2 separate regions of the Rattus norvegicus genome follow, and region 1 is linked to region 2. The links are chromatin contacts, called in public Hi-C maps. All regions are on one chromosome and are shown on one strand. The core of a region is the stretch at or near the end of the contact, and the rest is flanking DNA. Distances in the headings are between cores, read along the strand shown.

Evidence for each region. A called contact is a pair of places that touch in the nucleus more often than the background predicts.
Region 1: a contact with region 2 is called in a Hi-C map of liver, with 3 times the contacts expected there. The contact joins the promoter of Siah2 here to the promoter of Serp1 in region 2. A contact is called at or near these places in 2 of 12 Hi-C or Micro-C datasets (liver and mammary epithelial cells).

What each region holds. Positions count from the first base shown.
Region 1 is chr2:145,079,942-145,083,351 of GRCr8, reverse strand. Siah2 (siah E3 ubiquitin protein ligase 2) reads left to right here and starts at 1,677. Exons shown (of 2, transcript NM_134457.2): 1 at 1,677-2,334. The coding sequence starts at 1,915.
Region 2 is chr2:144,909,830-144,913,603 of GRCr8, reverse strand. It overlaps Serp1 (stress-associated endoplasmic reticulum protein 1), which reads left to right and starts at 2,417. Exons shown (of 3, transcript NM_030835.2): 1 at 2,417-2,867; 2 at 3,142-3,217. The coding sequence starts at 2,784. It overlaps Eif2a (eukaryotic translation initiation factor 2A), which reads right to left and starts at 2,244. Exons shown (of 14, transcript NM_001399818.1): 1 at 2,201-2,244. The coding sequence starts at 2,228.

The sequences.
Region 1 (3,410 bases), core at 428-2,927, 170 kb before region 2:
ACCCGATGGAATTGTTTAAATTCACTTTTACAGGATAGGAGATTGGAGCCAAGAAGATGGCTTAGAGGGTAGGGGTGCCTGCCATCAAGCCAGCCAACTTGAGAAAGCAGACTCCCACAAACCTGTCCTCTGACCTCCACCTGTGTAAACAGACAGTCCTACAAACTAAATCAGAAGATTAAAAGAATTTTGCTGAAAGTCACAGGGCACTGTTTCACCCTGTCCTGACTAATCTGTTTTACCTACAAAGAGTAAAGCTTTACCAATTTCAGTGTCATCAGTTCAAGCACAAAACTTTTGTCCAAGCAGGATATATCCATTATATCAAAATACGGCTTGCTCCAAGCTCTCTGGCTCCTCTCTGACCTCGATGGGTTCTGAATGGTGACTGCCTGGAGACTAGGGGAACCCTTGTAGAATTCTCTTGTTGCTTGATCGGAAGGTGGGGTGTAGATGCCCCCTGCCCCACCCCAACACCCCCTTAAGGTTTAATTTTTATTTATGGGCATGTGTGTATACGATGTATACTGGTGCCAAACGGCATCAGATCCCCTGGAGCTGAGGTTATGGGCGATTGTAGGTTCTGGAAACCAAAGTTTGGTCCTCTAAGAATAGTACGTTGAGGCATCTCTCCAGCCCCTGTAGGTGCCCTTTATTCTACACCTCTAAGTCTACATCTTACTTTACACCTCTGAGACAGTCCACATGTCGGGGTGTATAAAGAAGACTCAGGAGGAATCCAGCACCAATCCTGTCAAGCTGAGGAGGGTTGGTAACAGGTACGTTGAACTCACAATCCTTTACCTTCCTCTTAAAGCCCCAGGTAAGCTTCAAAGCCTAAGGCTTGGACCAGGACTAGATATTAAGGACTCAGATAGTAGAGGGTCTCCTGTCATTTTGGGCCTCACAAACCCAACCCACGTGTATGGTATTCCTTGGAGATTTTAATTCTCCACCGAGCCAGAGATCTCCAAGAGGTCCGGGTTCTCTTGGACCGGAGGCGGCCAAATAATTCCAAGAAGCTTTCGCCAGTGGGCTTTTGAAGGAAAACCGCGGGTTTACCTCCTAGCCTTAAGGGCAGGACCACTGGAGAGTCTACCCTCATACCTAACTGCCCGGCCACACCCGAGGCCTTCGCGCGGCTCCCGCCCGACTCCGGGTCCCGCCCCCGCGTGTCAAGCTACGGGCTGAGCAGCAAGATCGCAAGCTTCTCCGGCGCGTCAATGACTCAACCCTAAAAGAAACGTGGGGATTCCGAGCCCCGCCCCTGCCCCGCCCCACCCCTGGCGCACTCGCGCGCCGTCCACGCCCACGCCGGGCCAGCAGTTGCCCTTCTGGCTGGAGTCCTGTGCGCGTCGGTGTAGGTCCCCTGGGAAGAGTCGGAAGACTTGGGCTGCGTCCTCTCCCTGCGCTGCCGGCTGGCTTCCGCCACCGCCGAGAAGCGACCCCGCGCGGCGGCGACCGACCGAGTCAAGTGTTCCCAGCGGGAAACCGCTCCGGCGCTGCCAGCTGGGCCGGGCGGAGCTGCGCGGGCCGCAGGGTGGCTCTGCCAGTCCCAGAGTGCCGGGTCGGCCGCACACGTGTCTTAGCGTCACGTCCGCGCGCGCCCCCGGGGCTTGCGTCAGCTGCGGCTCCTGAAGCGGGTGGGCCAGGGCTTTGCGCACCAGAACGCCTCCGGAGGAGGGCACCGCACGGCCGCGATCCCCGAGAGCGTCGACCACTCCGGGCGCCGCCGAGAGGATCGGCGCGGTCGCGTCCCCGCCCTCCCGGTGCTGGTCGGGTCCGCGCCCGGTCCCCGGACTGGGCGCCGTGGCGTTACCCCGGAGCCCGCCACCCGCGGGGCGCGCACCGCCTTAACCCGGGCGGCCCCGCGGCAGGCAGAAGCCCGCAGGTCCATGGTGGGCTCGGAGCGCGATGAGCCGCCCGTCCTCCACCGGCCCCAGCGCTAACAAACCCTGCAGCAAGCAGCCGCCGCCGCCTCAGACCCCGCACGCCCCGTCCCCGGCTGCGCCCCCGGCTGCCGCCACCATCTCGGCTGCGGGCCCCGGCTCGTCCGCGGTGCCCGCCGCGGCAGCGGTGATCTCAGGCCCCGGCGCCGGCGGCGGGGCCGGCCCAGTGTCCCCGCAGCACCACGAGCTGACCTCGCTCTTCGAGTGCCCGGTCTGTTTTGACTATGTCCTGCCCCCCATTCTGCAGTGCCAGGCCGGGCACCTGGTGTGTAACCAATGCCGCCAGAAGTTGAGCTGCTGCCCGACGTGCAGGGGCGCCCTAACGCCCAGCATCAGGAACCTGGCTATGGAGAAGGTCGCCTCGGCAGTTCTGTTTCCCTGTAAGGTAAGTCCAACCACCATCCGCAAATCTGCCAAGGAACCTTCCAGAGTTCCAGTGCCCTCCAGCGCACTTGAAGGCCCTGAGAAGCGAATGGCATATCACTGCTTTCCTTCTTTCTGTCTCCTTCTCCATGTGTCTGTCTCTCTAACACTCTCTCTCTCTCTCTCTCTCTCTCTCTCTCTCTCTCTCTCTCTCTCTGTGTGTGTGTGTGTGTGTGTGTGTGTGTGGGTGTGTGTGCCTATTGTTAACCGCCCACCTGTCCATTTTGGGAACTAGCAACTAGGGTTGATGTTTGCCAGAGCACTGACTGTAGATTAAGTTGGCACTTGCTGCGGGTTAGAAGCATCCCAGCTCTTTCAACCGAGTGCCGCCGCGTCCCCTGCAGGGGTGTGCTCTGTAAGGCTGGACAGCTTAACTAAAACTGGGAAGCTGACCGTGTAGATTGTGGAGGAAGGACACGGACGGTTTCCAGCAACAAGCATGGTTAGGAATGGACCCAGTGCCCAAGATCTGGGAGCTCTCTTGAGAGTGCGCTTACACAGGGGAAGCGGATACTGCCTGCTTCACTCGAGTGCGGAAAAAATCCTGCAAGCCACGCCTTCTCGCAGCCTCCCAGACTTGGGGAGAACTCTGAAATTGTGGCTGCTGTTTGGGGTTTGGTTTGGTTTGGTCTGGTTGTTGTTTATTACCTAAGCGCGACCACGAGGACTCATCGAGGACACTCAAGAGCTTTGTTAGTTCTCTTCAGTGCCAGCATTTTATTTAAAGAGTTACCTGTGCTCCTGGGGAGTAGGGAGGAGAAGCAAACCACAAGCCAAAGTGCAAGCTCTCATTCCCTTGTTCCACCTGTTCGTTTAGAGCCTACATTTACACCCGCACAGCTAAATTAATAGAATCGTTAATGTCTGCCTCTGAAAGCTTTTTTAAAAGTACCCACAGAGATAATGTTTTTTCCCTTTTACAACCAGCTTTACAAATTAATATCCTCACCTGTTTCATGTCTGAAACTTGACTTGATCTTCTGTATTTTAAATGATAGGTTACATTTGTGTGGTTATACTGTTGCCAGTACTGAAGCC
Region 2 (3,774 bases), core at 1,168-3,667:
ACTATGAGAGTGTGTCAGAACAAAGACTTTAACTTAGACTCCTGTGAGAAAAATTGTTACTCTGTTGATTTGATTAAATACAATCTACTCTTCATTAGTTAATTAGTTTAGTGTCCTTTACTGGGTTCTGCATTAGGTGCTGAAAAGGTAGAGATGAATAAGACTTTACCCCAAACATCAAGAATTTAACAGTCTATCAGGGAAGGAAAATAGCTGAACAAACAGAATTTCCTTCGTGATAAGTGGAAAAGTAGTGAAAAATAGCTCACAAAGCAACCGTCCAGAAAGTGTGGGAAATTGCTTTAAGTAGCGTGCCAAGTCAACAGAAAGAATAGGATAATTCCAAAGAATAGCTTAAAGGGCTGTGACAACTCAGTACTAATGGGACACAAAATAAGGCGGGATGCCCATGCAATATGTCAAGAGCTGTTCTAGGATTGTAAGAGATCCATATGCTGGGCTAAAGAGGATGGATTTTACACTGCCTCAGAAGGGCAGAACATTTAATCGCTTTTTAAAGTAAAATTTAAATATTCAGTTAGTATTAAACCTCTAAACAAAGTTATCTTTATGAAATTAGAGAAACAACTGATTTAATTACAAAATCATGCCATTTAAATAGTGTCAGAGGGCTGGAGAGATGGCTCAGCATTAAGAGTACTTGCTTTTCTTCCCGAAGAAATAAGTTCAGTTCTCAGCACTCACTTAAGGTGAGGCCCACAACTCTAACTCCAGCTCCAGGGACGCCCACACTCTCTTCTGGTACTCTTAAGACCTGTGCTCCTGGGCTGGAGAGATGGCTCAGAGGTTAAGAGCACTGTCTGCTCTTTCGGAGGTCCTGAGTTCAATTCCCAGGAACCACATGGTGGCTCAAACCATCTAAAATCAGATCTAGTGCCTTCTTCTGGCCTGTAGGCATACATACAGGCAGAAAGCTGTATGATATATACATAATAAATACATGTTTAAAAAAAAAAAGACCCGCGCTCTTGTGTACATGCTCAGATACAGACACACAAATAAATAAATAAATCTAAATATAAGAAAGCAATCTGTCGGGTGTAGTGTTTAGAAGATTATAACTAGCATTTTATAAATATTTGGTGAATAAATTATGGTAGTCTAACTGAACACGAGTAAGCACGGATCTTAAAGTGTATTCCTAGACTGGCAAGAAGTATAACAGTTTTGCCATGGCTCAGAAGGACGTAACTTCCAATTCACAAAAGTAAGACTTATGTCCTAGTGATTTTATCTTTCTTCCTACATTGTTATCAACGTTTTTTTTCTTTCCCAATTCTTTTCTATTTGAATTCTTTTGTTTATTCAAACTTACACACCCAAGCCCTACCATAATATATCATAGCACCTTTCCCGGTGTTGTCCAAGTTTGTTTGTTTGTTTGTTTGTTTGTTTTTAAAGATTTATTTATTTATTTTATATGTATGAGTATAACGTAGCTGCCAGACACATCAGAAGAGGGTATTGGATTCCATTATAGATGATTATGAGCCACCATGTGGTTGCTGGGATTTGAACTCAGGACCTCTGGAAGATCAGTCAGTGCTCCCAACCGCTGAGCCATCTCTCCAGCCCTGTTTTTAAGCACCATAATCAGTGTCAGCTTCAAATTCCCAGAGTCTTCTACTGTTCTACTTCAATTCTCACAACTGCTTCACCTGAAAACATTAGACTATCATTATCCTGCTTACTTTTGCCACCCTAAGCCAATCTTCATCATGAAATCTAACTTATACTAGCAATGCCTTGCTCCCTATCGAGTTCCACAAACCTCATAAAAATAGGGAGTACATAATTTTTAAGTAACATAATTACTTAAGTTCAGATGAAATGATGTGGAGTCACGTTTCTTCTATTATATAGGCAGATGACTTAAGAAGGGTCCGAGCAGCACCAGTATTACAGACCAGAAGTCACACATCAAAATCGTACTTTCTGTTACCTGTCTATTCCTATAGAAGTTGAAGAACGACGGATGGATAACTGGGAGGAGGGAATATTGGAGACGGAGAATTCACTTCCCATTGGCGTGCTATTGTCAAATAAACCAAAAGACAGTCTGGTCCTTCCAGGAGAAAATGCAAGCCAGACTTCCTAGGTCTGCTAAGTAATTCTCCAGCACGAAGACACAGAAAGAAACCACTGTAAAGAAAGAGTCTCTCGCGCTTTCGGAACTCACCTGTCAACAGCGGTGTGGACGGCGCCATCTTGTCCCGGAAAGAGAAACCCATGCGCTGGGGTGAGAGTTCAATAAAGGCCGAACCCGGCCTCTACACGTCTCCCCAAGCACAGTGACTGCGAGTTGGTGTTTCCGGCGCCGCCAGCCTCGGGGCCAATTCACTTCCGGTTTCCGAGTGCGCACGCGCAGCTCTGGCTCCTCGCTTTCCCGAGCGTGGAAGGGCCTGGCTGCAGCGGCGGCCGGCCCTCGCCCTCCTTCTCTGGAGCGGGCGGAGTCCATACTTCCGCGGGGCGGGGTCTGCCCAGTGCTGACGTTGGCAGCCGAACCCGAACTAGTTCGAGGTTGCCGGCTGCACTGTCGGGTGGTTGGACTCTTTCCTCCCGGTCCTGCGGCCCTCTTTCTCCGGCGCGCCGCCCCTCGGTTGCTCAGACCGCTGTGATCGGAGGTTGCCGGTGCTCCAGCGCTTGGCGTCCCGGCCCAGTGGCCGTAGGCGGCGTAGGCACCGCGAGCCGAGCCTCCCGGTGGCCGGGGAACGGCAAGCGAGCGAGTCCGAGAGGTTCTTGGGGCAGGTGGCGCCGCGAAGATGGTCGCCAAGCAGAGGATCCGTATGGCCAACGAGAAGCACAGCAAGAACATAACTCAGCGCGGCAACGTCGCTAAGACCTCGGTAAGGAAAAGCGGGCACCCTTCTCCATGCTGGGGCCGGGGGCTGAGGCCCGCGCCGGGGCTGGGGCCGGGGCCGGGGCCGGGGCCGGGGCCATGGCCGCGGCTAGCTCTCTCCAGACCCGCCTGACTCCGGACTCCCGCTGCGGTGGAATCTAGGGTGGGAGGAGAGATCTGTGAGTTGCTGGTCTGGCCATCTGGCCTGGGGTGCAGGCCATGGGAGTCCGGGATCCGAGAGTGGTTTCTCTGCATTTGAAACTGGGTTTTTCTTTTTGCAGAGAAATGCCCCCGAAGAAAAGGCGTCGGTAGGACCCTGGTTATTGGCCCTCTTCATTTTTGTCGTTTGTGGATCTGGTAAGTGTTTGGGGGCTCTCGTGGTTTGGAATGACGTGGATGAGTGACGAGTCTTACCCGCGTGGTTTTCAACCCACCTGCTGAGAATTGTTTCTAGTGAACCAGATTACTTGTACCACAGAGTGTGGTGCCCCAGAAATTCTCTTATCTTGATTTGTGTTCATAGAAGATCAAAAAAGAGATTATATCTTCCTAATAATCCCTTAGAAGAAATTAAACACCAAATAACTCTTGGCATGAGTGATTTGCATTGTAACTATCAAAAATAACTTAACGAACATTGTGAACATCTGGATACTAAAGCAAGACTGAACGGTACCAGCATCCAAGGTCTCTATGTCAAAAAGTATATAAAGTAAGACTAGCACAAAGAACTGATTTTTCTGTAGAGGAAACATACCTGTTTAAAAATTTAATGTATGAGACAAGTGTTTTCAGGTAAAATTAGTTATTTAAGACAACCTGCTCTTAAGGTGACAGACCTTTGCCTCTGCAGATGTATTACAGAATGCCTTTCTGCTCTGTGTGTCACTTTAATATGCAAACTGTTATTACTG